Regions from separate parts of the Zea mays genome. Here region 1 is linked to region 2. A link is a contact called in public Hi-C data. All regions are on one chromosome and are shown on one strand. The core of a region is the stretch at or near the end of the contact, and the rest is flanking DNA. Distances in the headings are between cores, read along the strand shown. Region 1 holds the start of LOC100280412 (trehalase1). Region 2 holds the start of LOC103637093 (binding).

The links. Hi-C and Micro-C count contacts between places; a contact is called where the count stands out from the background.
Region 1: a Hi-C map of tassel shows a contact between it and region 2, with 5 times the contacts expected there. The contact joins the promoter of LOC100280412 here to the promoter of LOC103637093 in region 2. A contact is called at or near these places in 3 of 25 Hi-C or Micro-C datasets (bundle sheath, ear and tassel).

Annotation. Positions count from the first base shown.
Region 1 is chr1:80,822,918-80,828,486 of Zm-B73-REFERENCE-NAM-5.0, forward strand. It overlaps LOC100280412 (trehalase1), which reads right to left and starts at 3,073. Exons shown (of 11, transcript NM_001361071.1): 1 at 2,301-3,073; 2 at 1,461-1,580; 3 at 1,122-1,237; 4 at 929-1,029; 5 at 721-830; 6 at 471-543; 7 at 119-286; 8 at 1-36. The coding sequence starts at 2,908.
Region 2 is chr1:80,543,201-80,548,844 of Zm-B73-REFERENCE-NAM-5.0, forward strand. LOC103637093 (binding) reads left to right here and starts at 3,915. Exons shown (of 5, transcript XM_008659365.4): 1 at 3,915-4,320; 2 at 4,425-4,636. The coding sequence starts at 4,053. LOC103637084 (zinc finger HIT domain-containing protein 2) reads right to left here and starts at 2,429. Exons shown (of 5, transcript XM_008659354.1): 1 at 2,140-2,429; 2 at 1,945-2,017. The coding sequence starts at 2,429.

The sequences.
Region 1 (5,569 bases), core at 1,823-4,322, 280 kb after region 2:
GCGGTTCTGTGAGTTAGGCTTCCATTCGTGTACTTCCTGAAATAATAGTGCATATCAGTTACAACACCATGAAGTGCTAAATTGCTGGATAAGATCATAAAGATGCGTTTGTGAGCACCTGACAGTCTGCATCACCAGGAAGCCAATAGTCAAGCCACTGTTCCATCTCAGAGTTCCACAAAATAGAGTCAATTGCAATATGACGTGCTTTCGAAGCATTTAAAAAAAATTCTGAAGTCGCATTATCTCCTACGACTTTAGCCAAGGCACCAATATCCAGCTCCATCTGTGTCATGCATAAATAAAGCTAGGTTTTATCACATTTGGAAGCATTGTTGACTGAATTTATATACATTTTTTATCTGCAAACTAGCTTCCAATATGTGGTTAATATACGCACCCAAGTCATGCTAAACCCACATACGATTCCACGTCGAATTTCAAGTACCATGACAAGCTCCACATCTTACCTTAAAAAGAAATGTGTTCAAGTCCACAGGTATTATGTAAGTGGTTGCCAATGTTGTCATGTCAGTAGAATTCCTGAATAAAACAGTAAAAGTAGTCAGAAACAACCTGTGTGTGGTACACGGTGCAAAAATAAATTCGTAATGGTCGGGGAGCTTGGTGTCTTCTATTGCAGTACTTGTTTTAACCAGTGCGAAAGCAGCAGAACTGTTAGCTCGTCAGTTCCTTTTTAAGGATAACAAACATCCAAACCTCATCCATCGAGAGCTGAAATCCCATCCCGATTCTGCCGTTGAAGCAATTTCGCAGTACAGTTTTTCCTTAGCTGCCATAGAATTCAACTTCGAAGCCAGTTCCTCATCCTTAAAGAAGAAAACTATATTAGTTGGTCCTTTAATGGTAAAACTTTGCACTGCCACTAGCAAATTGATTTAAAATATAGCCAAGGCTAAGACTTTACAATTGTCGCACTTTCAGGCCTAGGTTTGTTCCACCTGGCCTGATACCGAGATAAATTATGGACCCGACCATGATTGTCTGCTATAGCAACATTATGAATCTCTGCATACAGAAACAATTTAGTTTTACCTTGCTTTCAATCATGTGAAAACATACCAAATAAATCTGAAACTGTTGCTGCCTTCATGGGGTACCTGACATCCAGAAGCTATGCTCTTTAAGCAGAGAGTGGAATACTGTCCTAACAAACTCCACATCACCAGTTGCCCTGTATATTTCTAAAACCATGGAGCTCAAAAGTGGTGGTTGGCTGCAGAGAGAAGGCATCTATCAGACGATGACGACCTCTTTGGTCTTAGCAATAGGTTACATACAACTAGTAGGAGCTGTCAAATGGTGTTCAATCAACCCTCTAATCTTATCATGAAGCTAAGCATATAGCTTTAGACAGACATTATACATAGACCATCCTGTACATATTTCAGGCTCTAGATGCAAACTAAAGATCAATCTGCCGCAGATAGAATTATCACCTTCGGTTAGTGTAGTAGGATCTTGCACCATTTGGAACGAAACCATATTTTTCCAACAGGTATACAAGGTTAAGCACAATAGTCTTTGCCGTGTCGTACATTTTGCTCACCAGCAATCCTCTGCATTGAGCCATACCGCGATATAAGAAAGAAAAACGACAAGAATGGGTGTTAGTTCGTTCCCGATGTCCATTTGGGTCAGTGCGAGTAGCTTATACAGTAGGTACAAAAAAAATTAACAGACATATAACAGATCATTGGGTCAGTGCGAGTAGCTTATACAGTAGGTACAAAAAAAATTTAACAGCCATATAACAGATCAGTAGGAACTAGGACAGATAAAAGCAAGGACTCTTTTTCAGAAAACTAATTCCAATGCCAAGGCCACAGCCCACAGCACGGCGGCCAGCACCCATAGAAAAGTCAGGCGTACACAGTCTTTAACTCCTGTATGGAGATGACAAAAGGCGCACGACGAACACAAGAGACAGCGATGACGAAGCATACGACGAACAGAACAGACAAGGTGATGACAAAGCGTACAATGAACGCAGGAAGACACAAATGAAAATCGAGACATTGCCTTACATGTGGGACCGCAGCAGCGACAACTAACGGGAGAAGAACACGTACTATCGAACTCCATGTCAGGACGACAGGACCTGGATTCATCAATTTGCCCCTCCCAAACCCCAATGGAAAAAAAACCACGGATTATTGTACGTGATCCGGTGGGTGATCTAGAACTACCATTTCGTCCAAAACTTAAATATAGTAGTAAGGAGCAAAGCGGCGATGAAACCAAGCGAGCGGGGGCGGATCAGGCAGGAGAAGGGGTACCTGATGACCCAATAGGAGTCCCAGTAGTATACCTCCCGGAACCTGGATCCCGGCACGACGGCCCTGCCGGGCAGCGGCATCAGCGTGTGCCGGTCCGGCCGCGCCGCGACGTCGGGCGCCACCCGCCGCGCCAGGCGCTTCCACAGCGCGTGCACCTCCAGCGCCCACGCCCGCGCCTCGGGGCTGTGGACGTGGGGCAGGAACCCGCGCGGCTCGGGCTCGAAATCCGGTGGGACGTCCGCCACGAGATCGGACCCGGGGTCCCCGAAGTAGCGGGACAGGAAGTCGTCTAGCTCCGCCCGCGACGGCGACGGGCGCGGCAGCGCCGCAAGGGCGGCCGCCGCGGCGCGCTCGTCGGTCGCCAGCGGCAGGTCGACGTAGAACTTGGGGTCGAAGTCGTGAGGCCCCAGCGTGCGCAGCGCCTCCGACTGCACCCGCTGCAGGAGCCCGAGCAGCGCGCTGGCGCCCTCGTCGGATGCGCCGGCGGTGGCGGCGGTTGGCGCCATCTCGGTCGTCGCGCGGAGACAGGGGATGAGGCAGGGGAGGACGACGAGGAGGAGGAGGGGGAGGGCGTGGACGTGCTGGGGTTGCGGCGGGAGCCCAGCCATCCGACGAGGTTTTAAAGGAAGCTCCTACGTGGTGTGCCGCACCCGCACGTGTTGGTGGGGCTACTGGCTACGACGAGCGCGTTGGCGTGGGAGGTCCGAAGACGGTTACGACGGTGAGGACTGAGGACGACGAGCGTCTCCCGCGATTCCTACTGGTGTAGCGTGGTGTGTGGGTGGGTGGGGGAGTGCAAAAGGTGTTGTGGTGGGGGGGACCGGTCGATTCGACAAGTGGCACATAACAACATATCATCGTCGGCCTGCTGGTTTTTGTGAACCGTCGGCTCGGCTCCGCATGCCAGATTGCCATTTGCCAGTGCAGACATGCAGTGGCCTCCGCGTGTCGTGGTAGCAGCCTCGCAACGCCTACCCCAATGACCCCGGTCGACAGGCTGGGTTCCACGTGTCTTGTCTTGTCGCATGTGGAACTGGATTGCCTTTGGCCAATTGGTGGCTCTACCTCACAACTAACAATAATTCGTTAGCAGGCTCAACCCATCTAATAATTTATTAGTTGGCTAACTATTAACTATAGTGATTCTAAATAAACCCTAAATTACATCTTTGGATCAGATTCTATATCATCGCTGGGTAGTGGGTACGTGCTATTCTAGATGCTATTAAAAATAAATAGTGAGTCTAAATCACATCTTTGAATTAGATTCTCTATATCATCAGTGGATACCTGCATCTAGGATATGTGAAACATGTGAAGCATGGATATAGTTAATTCACATATGCCTCTCTTCCAGCTCACATTGTACGAAGCCATTAACTTTCTAGGTTCTCCACGTTACAGTTCTCAATGAAAATGGCATGGCACATGTATAGGTAAAGCCCGTCTTTTTTTTATCATATTGTAATTTCATTTGTTTGATTATTAAGTAGATAACGTACGCATCAAAATAGAGGCACATCATTAGCATGGTTGTATGGTTGGGCTAATTGGTTCGGTTGCAGTTGCACTACATATGTAACCCAAACCGAAAAGACAGAGACATAACCAAAAAGGGAAAATATGAAAATAAAAATAAAAATAAAACTTTATTCCACCATAATTTAAGGAGGACGGAATGAACGAAAAACAGGAGAAACGATGAGAAAAACTTCACACTAGTTTCCATCTTTTCCACCGTAGTGATGCATCAAAACTTTTGAAAAAAAACTCTTTATATTTCTTTGGAATGAACCGGAGTCTCTAGATCAAAGTCGATCCCCATGGACTCTAGCCGACTCCACACATCTTGCACACGGTAGTTGTAAAACCCTGAATATTTGAAAACAACAATTTCTTTGTTCAACACCTAAAATTTAGGTGTTACCGTTTTTTCCTTTTTCTCTTTTCTTAAAAGGGAGAATGATTTTGGCAATACTTAAAAAATAAAACAAAATCCTTGAGAGATTATGATTGTTGCATCTCATGTTGGAGCATTAATTTCCGGTTGTCAAGTTATCTTGGTATGCATACACTTAAAACTTGGAAATACATTTGAATTCGAATTCAAAAAGGGGAAAGGAAGCCAAAAGCTAAATAAAAAATAAAAAGAAAAGAGGAAAGCCACTCACTCCTTCCCCACACGGCCTTCCGCCCCAATCCCTCGTCCGGCTCATCTCCTCACCCCGTGCACAGCCGCCTCATTGGCCGCTAGGGCCCGCATGTTGGCGCAGCCGCTCCCCACACGCGTCCGTTCTCCGCTCCTACTCACTGATCGTCGGGACCCACCTGTCAGCATCTCCCTCCCAACGGTTCCACGTGCACTCGCATAAATGCCTCGTGCCCGCAACTGTTGCCTCACTCCCACGACCTCGTCCCTCCCACGTCGCTCGCCCATCAAATACGGAGACTTGGAGTCCACGTGCGCACCTCACTCCTATTCGCTCAGCATCCCAACAAACTACCCACACCCATGCTCATCACATAGTACCGCCGCCATCAAAGCCGTGTTCCACCACTGTCGTTGTGCCCCCATCGGTTCCTTTGAACTAGTAAGTTCCACCGACCAAGAGGTATCTCGAATGCATTGGTTATCCTTTCCTCTCGTCCCCTCTGCTTTGCCCTCGCTATCTCTTTTACCTAGTGCAAACTTGGAGCCATCACGACCACAACGTCTCGTCCAAGTCGGTTAAGCCCCACCGACGTCGTGGTGAGCTCCACTGCCCGCTATCCCACAGTAAAGCCTCATATATATATGCCCTCTTACCCGTTCCTAGAGTCGCACTACTGGTGTGTCGTACCTCGCTCCGACAAGTAAATTTATTGTCCGCGTTATGGGCTTCGGAGGGTGTGCATGGAGGACGCAAGGTTTATACTAGTTCGGGCAGAACGTCCCTACTTCCAGTCATCGGTGGCTTGCGCTACCGACACCATTGATGATCAAACTCGTAGTATGGGTTACAAGTGGTCAAGAGAGGGAGGTGAGGCTCCCAAGTCTCTTTATTGGGGTGGAGGTAATGCTTAGAAGCTGTTGGGTGGAGGCCTAGCTAAGTCTTGTCTTGGCGGAGCTCCGGCCTCCTGGTGCTCCTCCTCCTGTTTGTCCTTGTGGGTTCATGTCCGTCTGAAGGCGTCCGGTTGCCTAAGAGCTCTCTCCTTTTGATCCCCCTGCCCTGAGGCCATCCTCTTTTTTTATAAACTTAGGAAAGGGGTCCGCCAGTGGTGGCTTCCCT
Region 2 (5,644 bases), core at 2,665-5,164:
GCAGTGATCCTCCCTCTCATCCTCCTGGGCAAGTTTCCGGAGAACGTCATCAGTGAGTTCCATTGGCTCCTCCTCAGTAACCACCGCATTCAACTGAACGGGTTTCCTCCTTACACACTTGGCCAGGTGTCCAGGCTCGAATTTCTCACCACATGCATAGCACAGTCCATTAAGCTTGCGAAACTCTCTAACTTGTCTCTCACGAAATAATTCTCCCCCCATTTGTTGTCCTCTTCCATCTACCTTATTACCAGCCAAGTTTTGCTTCGTAGCATACCCTTGTCTGGCAACCTTATGCCTTCCTTTCTCCAACATCTCCTGCTGTAACTGGGCTAATGATGCAGCATTATCTACAGTGGTAGGTTGATGCATCTGCACAGCATGCTGAATCTCCAACTTAAGCCCATGTATAAACTGTGTCACAAAAAACAGTTCATCCAACCTTGTGTTATGCACAGCAGCCTGATATCTGGCCTGTTCGAACTCATGCACATATGAATCCAGAGTATCCACCTGCTTCAGATTTCTCAATTTTCTCAGAGCCTTGGCATACGCATCTGCCCCAAACTTGCCCTCTACTGCTGTCACAAACTCCGTCCACACCCTCGCTCCTTGTTTCAATTTCTGCACCTGCCACCATCTCGCTGCATTCTGTTCCATGTGAATAGAAGCAGCCGAAACCCACAGAGACGATGGAACTTGATACATGTGAAAATATTCCAGGCACTTATCTATCCAAACAGCAGGATCATCACCAGAAAATCTAGGGAAAGACATCTTAGGCAGTACCTGCGTGTTCGCGTGCCCGATCGGCCTCTCCTCTCGATGTCGATCCACCCTCGGCTCGGAATGGTCTCTTCTCTGAAATCCTCGCTCAAAACCCATGTTCTGCTGGTGATTCCTCCTTCCTCGATTCTCCACTTCCCCTGATGAATTCTCCAGCTCTCTTCCCATCTGATCCAGCCGTAATTGAGCCATCTCTCGACCCGTCTCCTCCAGCTTCAGGTACAATTCATCAGTCTGATACCTTCCTCATGTCCTTCACCTCTTCCGTTAGTGCTTCCATCGACTCGAACATCCGATTCCACCTCTCCTGCACCGCCCGATCGGATTCGGCCATGGCCTCCAAAATGAATCGAGTCTGCACGGAGGGCTTCGCCTTGGGAGCCGTCGTGGTTGCTGCCGAGGATCGCAGTTCTGATACCACTTGTGATGCCCGTGGCCGACGTCACGTCGCCGTCGACGTGAGGATCACCGGTGATTCTCAGAGATACAGAAGACGCAAGGTTTGCCACGGTTTGTGGAGTTCTGTTTCTCTTCTTCGTTAGCTCCCTGGTCTCTCACACAGAATTATTTAAGCAGTCGCTTACATGGGCCTCACACCCTTACACATCATCCGGCCCACACGGCCCAACACCTTACAGAATGTTGAAAATTCAAAAATCAATCGATGCCGCCTCCTGTCGCTGGACCGGCCATGACAGTTAGGTCAGCAAAGAACCCAACTATTAAACCATTAGGAGAGATTCACTAAAGGGGAGAACATGGAAACTATAAATTTCTTTGAGCTTTTTTGGATTGCTCATTTAATCTAAATGTATATTTGTTAAACCCAGCACAGCAAAACAAAAACGCATTATTCCACGTAGATCACCAAATATAGAGGCCAAAGTGAACAATTCGCATGTGGTTTGCATGATTCAGAGGTAAGTCGTAGTTTATATCATGGATAGTTACACATTTTGAGCAGGAATCAGAGGATTTCTTGTCCAAAAGCTTCAAAAGTCAGTGAGCAATTCATCAAACACCTTGTGGGCGTCAGCAGAGGGCAGCCCGGGCATGAGAGTAACAAAGCGAATGAAATCCCCGAACGGTATTCTACAAGCCCTAAAACAGGACGAGCGCGCAACGAGATCACACACACGAAGCGAGAGGAGGCCGCACCTTGTAGCACGAGAGCGAGCAGTACCGGGCGTTACAGCGGGGGCAAGTGTACTGCGCGAACTGCTTCTGACACCTGCAAGCAAGCGGCACATAGAATAACGCATTAGCACGAGCAGGTAGGAACCAAGATCCGCTAGGGCCCGATGCTTTGCGCCAGCAGGAGAGGAGAAGCCGTATGGCAGAGCCAAGCCTTACACGCGGCAGATGACCCTGGTCTCGGCGAAGGAGGAGTACGACGAGGAGGCGGGGGAGGACGAGGACCCAGCGGCCTCGGGTGCGGAGAGCACGACGTCCCTCTCCATCGCCGGCACGCGCGGGCGCTTCCAGTCTCTCAGTCTCTGACTCTCTGTCCTTCTCGGCGGTACTGTCTTTGGGAATTTGGGGACGGGGGGAGTTCCTTTCCTCCGGCGTGCGGCGGGCGCGGAGGCTTCTCGATGCTCGGCGAAGGCCCATTGGTGGTCATGGCCCATGCATCGGATTTGCATTTGGGCTTGGAACTTGAATACGGAATGGGCTGATCATTATCCAATCGAAAGCAGGCTGTAAATTCTGAAGCAGTCAATTGGGCTAGCGTCCACCGTCCAGCGACTCTGCGTACTACTCCTGAGACAGGTAAACGGCGAAGGACGAGTAGTGATGAGTAATCGAGTTCAGCACCGACAGTCGAGATTCGAGAGTCGCTCATTGGGCACTACAACGGCGCGTAAATACGACTCGTCGATGTGGCTATCGACATAAAACTGGTTCAACAAGACAACAATGTTCATAGGGCCGTTATATTATTGAGAAACAGTTTTTTTAGGTGCATGTCTAAACTGTTTCGTGTTTAGTACTCCATATATCAATGTCTAAGATATTAAATAAATATTATTAGATTAATAAAATGTATTTTTAAAATTAATTTAGACCTGATTTTTTAGGTCGACGAAACTTTGCCATATTTTCGGCGGTGTCAGCACATAGCAGGTACTCCCTACATAAAAGAATACTATAGAAAATTTCATATTTTAGCCAACTCAACTTTGGGCCTACATAAAATAGTATTAATATTTATAACGTTAAGCAGATTACTATAAAACATATCTGATAACTAGTACTACTTCTGTTTTTATTTATTTGTCGTCACCCCCACCCAGTTCAACTTTCTGCTAATCAGCATCAAATAAAAACAAACAGAGAGAGTACAATTTAAAAATCGTTTGAGTGTTTAGAATTAGGGATGAAAGTGGGTATCCGAATTGTTATAACAAATTTAATATTTTAAAATATATATGTATGAAATCTGATACTGATATTTTCTTATATTATCAAGCACATGATTACAGAATAAAATTTTACATAAATTGTTCTATAAAATATTGGGTTTCTATAACAAAAGATAAAAAAAATATCTAAATATGTATCTGTATCTGAGTTTATATCAATTATTTAAAAAGATACATAACAAATTTAAGGTTTATCTTTTATAAATCTTTACAAACTTAATGCTAAAATAAGAAAATAAATTTTCATAACATATTCTATATCCTAATTATTTGTAAACAAAGAAAAATGACAAAAAAAATAATATTTGAATAAATATCCGTTTTCATCCTTAGTTTAGAAAATAGGAATTATGCTTTTTTAGGAGCAAATATGCATTTGTGTCACAACGTATTCTAATCCATATACTGGGTCACATATTAGATCTTACCTGATACTCTAACACGTATGAACACATGTGGATTCTCATTGATACATGCTACGCAAAGAAGCCGACGATATCGGTCTCACTCTCACGTGCCGTCCGCGTGTTTGAAGCGTGTCCAGACTCCAGAGTTCCACAGCCTACACACGGACGATGGCACGGTGCGGTGCGGTGCGGAGGTGGGTGGGCCCCGCTGTTCCCGGACGATTAGACGGGCCACCCTACCCCACCGGCACCGCAGAGAAGCAAAAGCGTGAGCGTGCGCGTCCACGACCGCGACACAGGATCTCCCACTCGTCTCGAAGACGGCCGCACCGCAGACGCCGCGGGAATTTAACGAGAGAGACTGGCGCCGCGCCTCGCGGAGACCGCAGCCTGGAGCCAGCCCGTGACGCTGACGCGGCGGGCCACGGGCGGGGCGATGCCAGGAGCCATGGAGCCGGCAGAGGCGGACGCGGCGGCAGCCGCTGTTGCGGGAAGGCGGCCGACGGCGTCCGAGCGCCGGCGCATGTACCGCGACCTGGCGCTGTCGCTGCGGTGCGGACTCCGCGACGCGGCCGCGGGGTTCTCGTTCCTGCGCCTGCGCGGCCTCCGCGCGCTCCTCCGCGCCCTCCGCTCCACCTCCGACGCCGACGCCGACGCCGACGCGGGCCTCTTCCGCGACTCCCAGTCCATCCGAGATCTCCAAGGTTCCCACCCACGTCGCGTTCACCTGTCGTCGTCGACCCGGCTCTGCCCTCTTCCATCTTCTCGATTGATCGCTCGTGCCAACCAACGGAGCTGGGTTTTGCAGTGATCCCGGTGCTGTTCGAGCACAGCCTGCGCAAGGCGACCGGGGACGCGGTGCTGACGGTGGCGCAGGTGCTGGGCATGGAGCCCGCCGCCGCCAGGCTCAGGAACCCCGCCACGGACTCCGAGGTCGTGCTTGCGCTCAGGGTGCTCGAAGGTTGCTGCCTCCTCTGCCCGGCCTGCGCAGCCGCGGCGCACCGCTACAATGCCGTCAAGGTACGGCCTCGCGATCCTCGGTGTACCTCTGCATTTGCATTTGCTTTTGCTTTGCGCCCCGGAAAATTTGGCGTCCTTCACCCAGACCCAGAGTTGGTCGTTCGACAACGTAATGTCCGAGGTTCTTATGGTCTGTCCTGCCTGCCTGCCTGCCTTTACTACCGTTGGTTGTGTTGTTCTTGTCACCACACTAGTACAGTACCGTAGGAACCTGCACAGACGCAGTACACGAAGCACTTGACAGTGGGACAAGTTCTCCGTAGGTATTTTTATTTTAGTATAACTACCGCCTGAAGATGTCCAGTGGTTGTTGTTTGGTTGGGCCATTTTAGCCATTCAATGGTTCACGGTGTTAATGGATAAGATTGTTTCACGTTTGGTTGATCCAATCAGCAATAGATCACGCCATGAACAGTTATGTGCCTGTACAAACTTGATCTCGCTTCTCACCCGGCGTTAGGCAGTGCTCACCGGAGCGTAAATATGGTTGTGCCAAACACTAGAATGCACCGTTTCATAGAGTGGGATTTGAAATAAGGAATGGGATAAGATGTGAGATAAGCTAAATATAGCATCCGCTCCTTTCGCCATCTCATTCCTAATGACTTCTCCCTCGCAAGTCGCAACTCGCAACTCGGCAACGAGCGTCGAGTGAGGTATCCCTGATGACCTTGCCATGGCTGGCCGTGAACACGGTGACAATGTAATGGGAACTCCTACGTCTCATCTTCGTGCCGAGTCGCGGTGGCTCGACCGGCATAATGACGCGATACAGGAAGAATGATGGCGACGGCAATGGTTAGCCATGTAAGGGCGCAAGAACCACAGCCAACTCCGTTGGGCCAAGGGAGCGATCACCAAGTATTAGAAGGACGAGACCCCTTTCATCCATGACAACTATCGACTCAATGAGCAGGGGACGTCTTGGTATTTTGGGAGGCATTGTACAAAATGTAGCAAAACATATTAAGTAATAGTATATATACATATACACATAATATAACAATG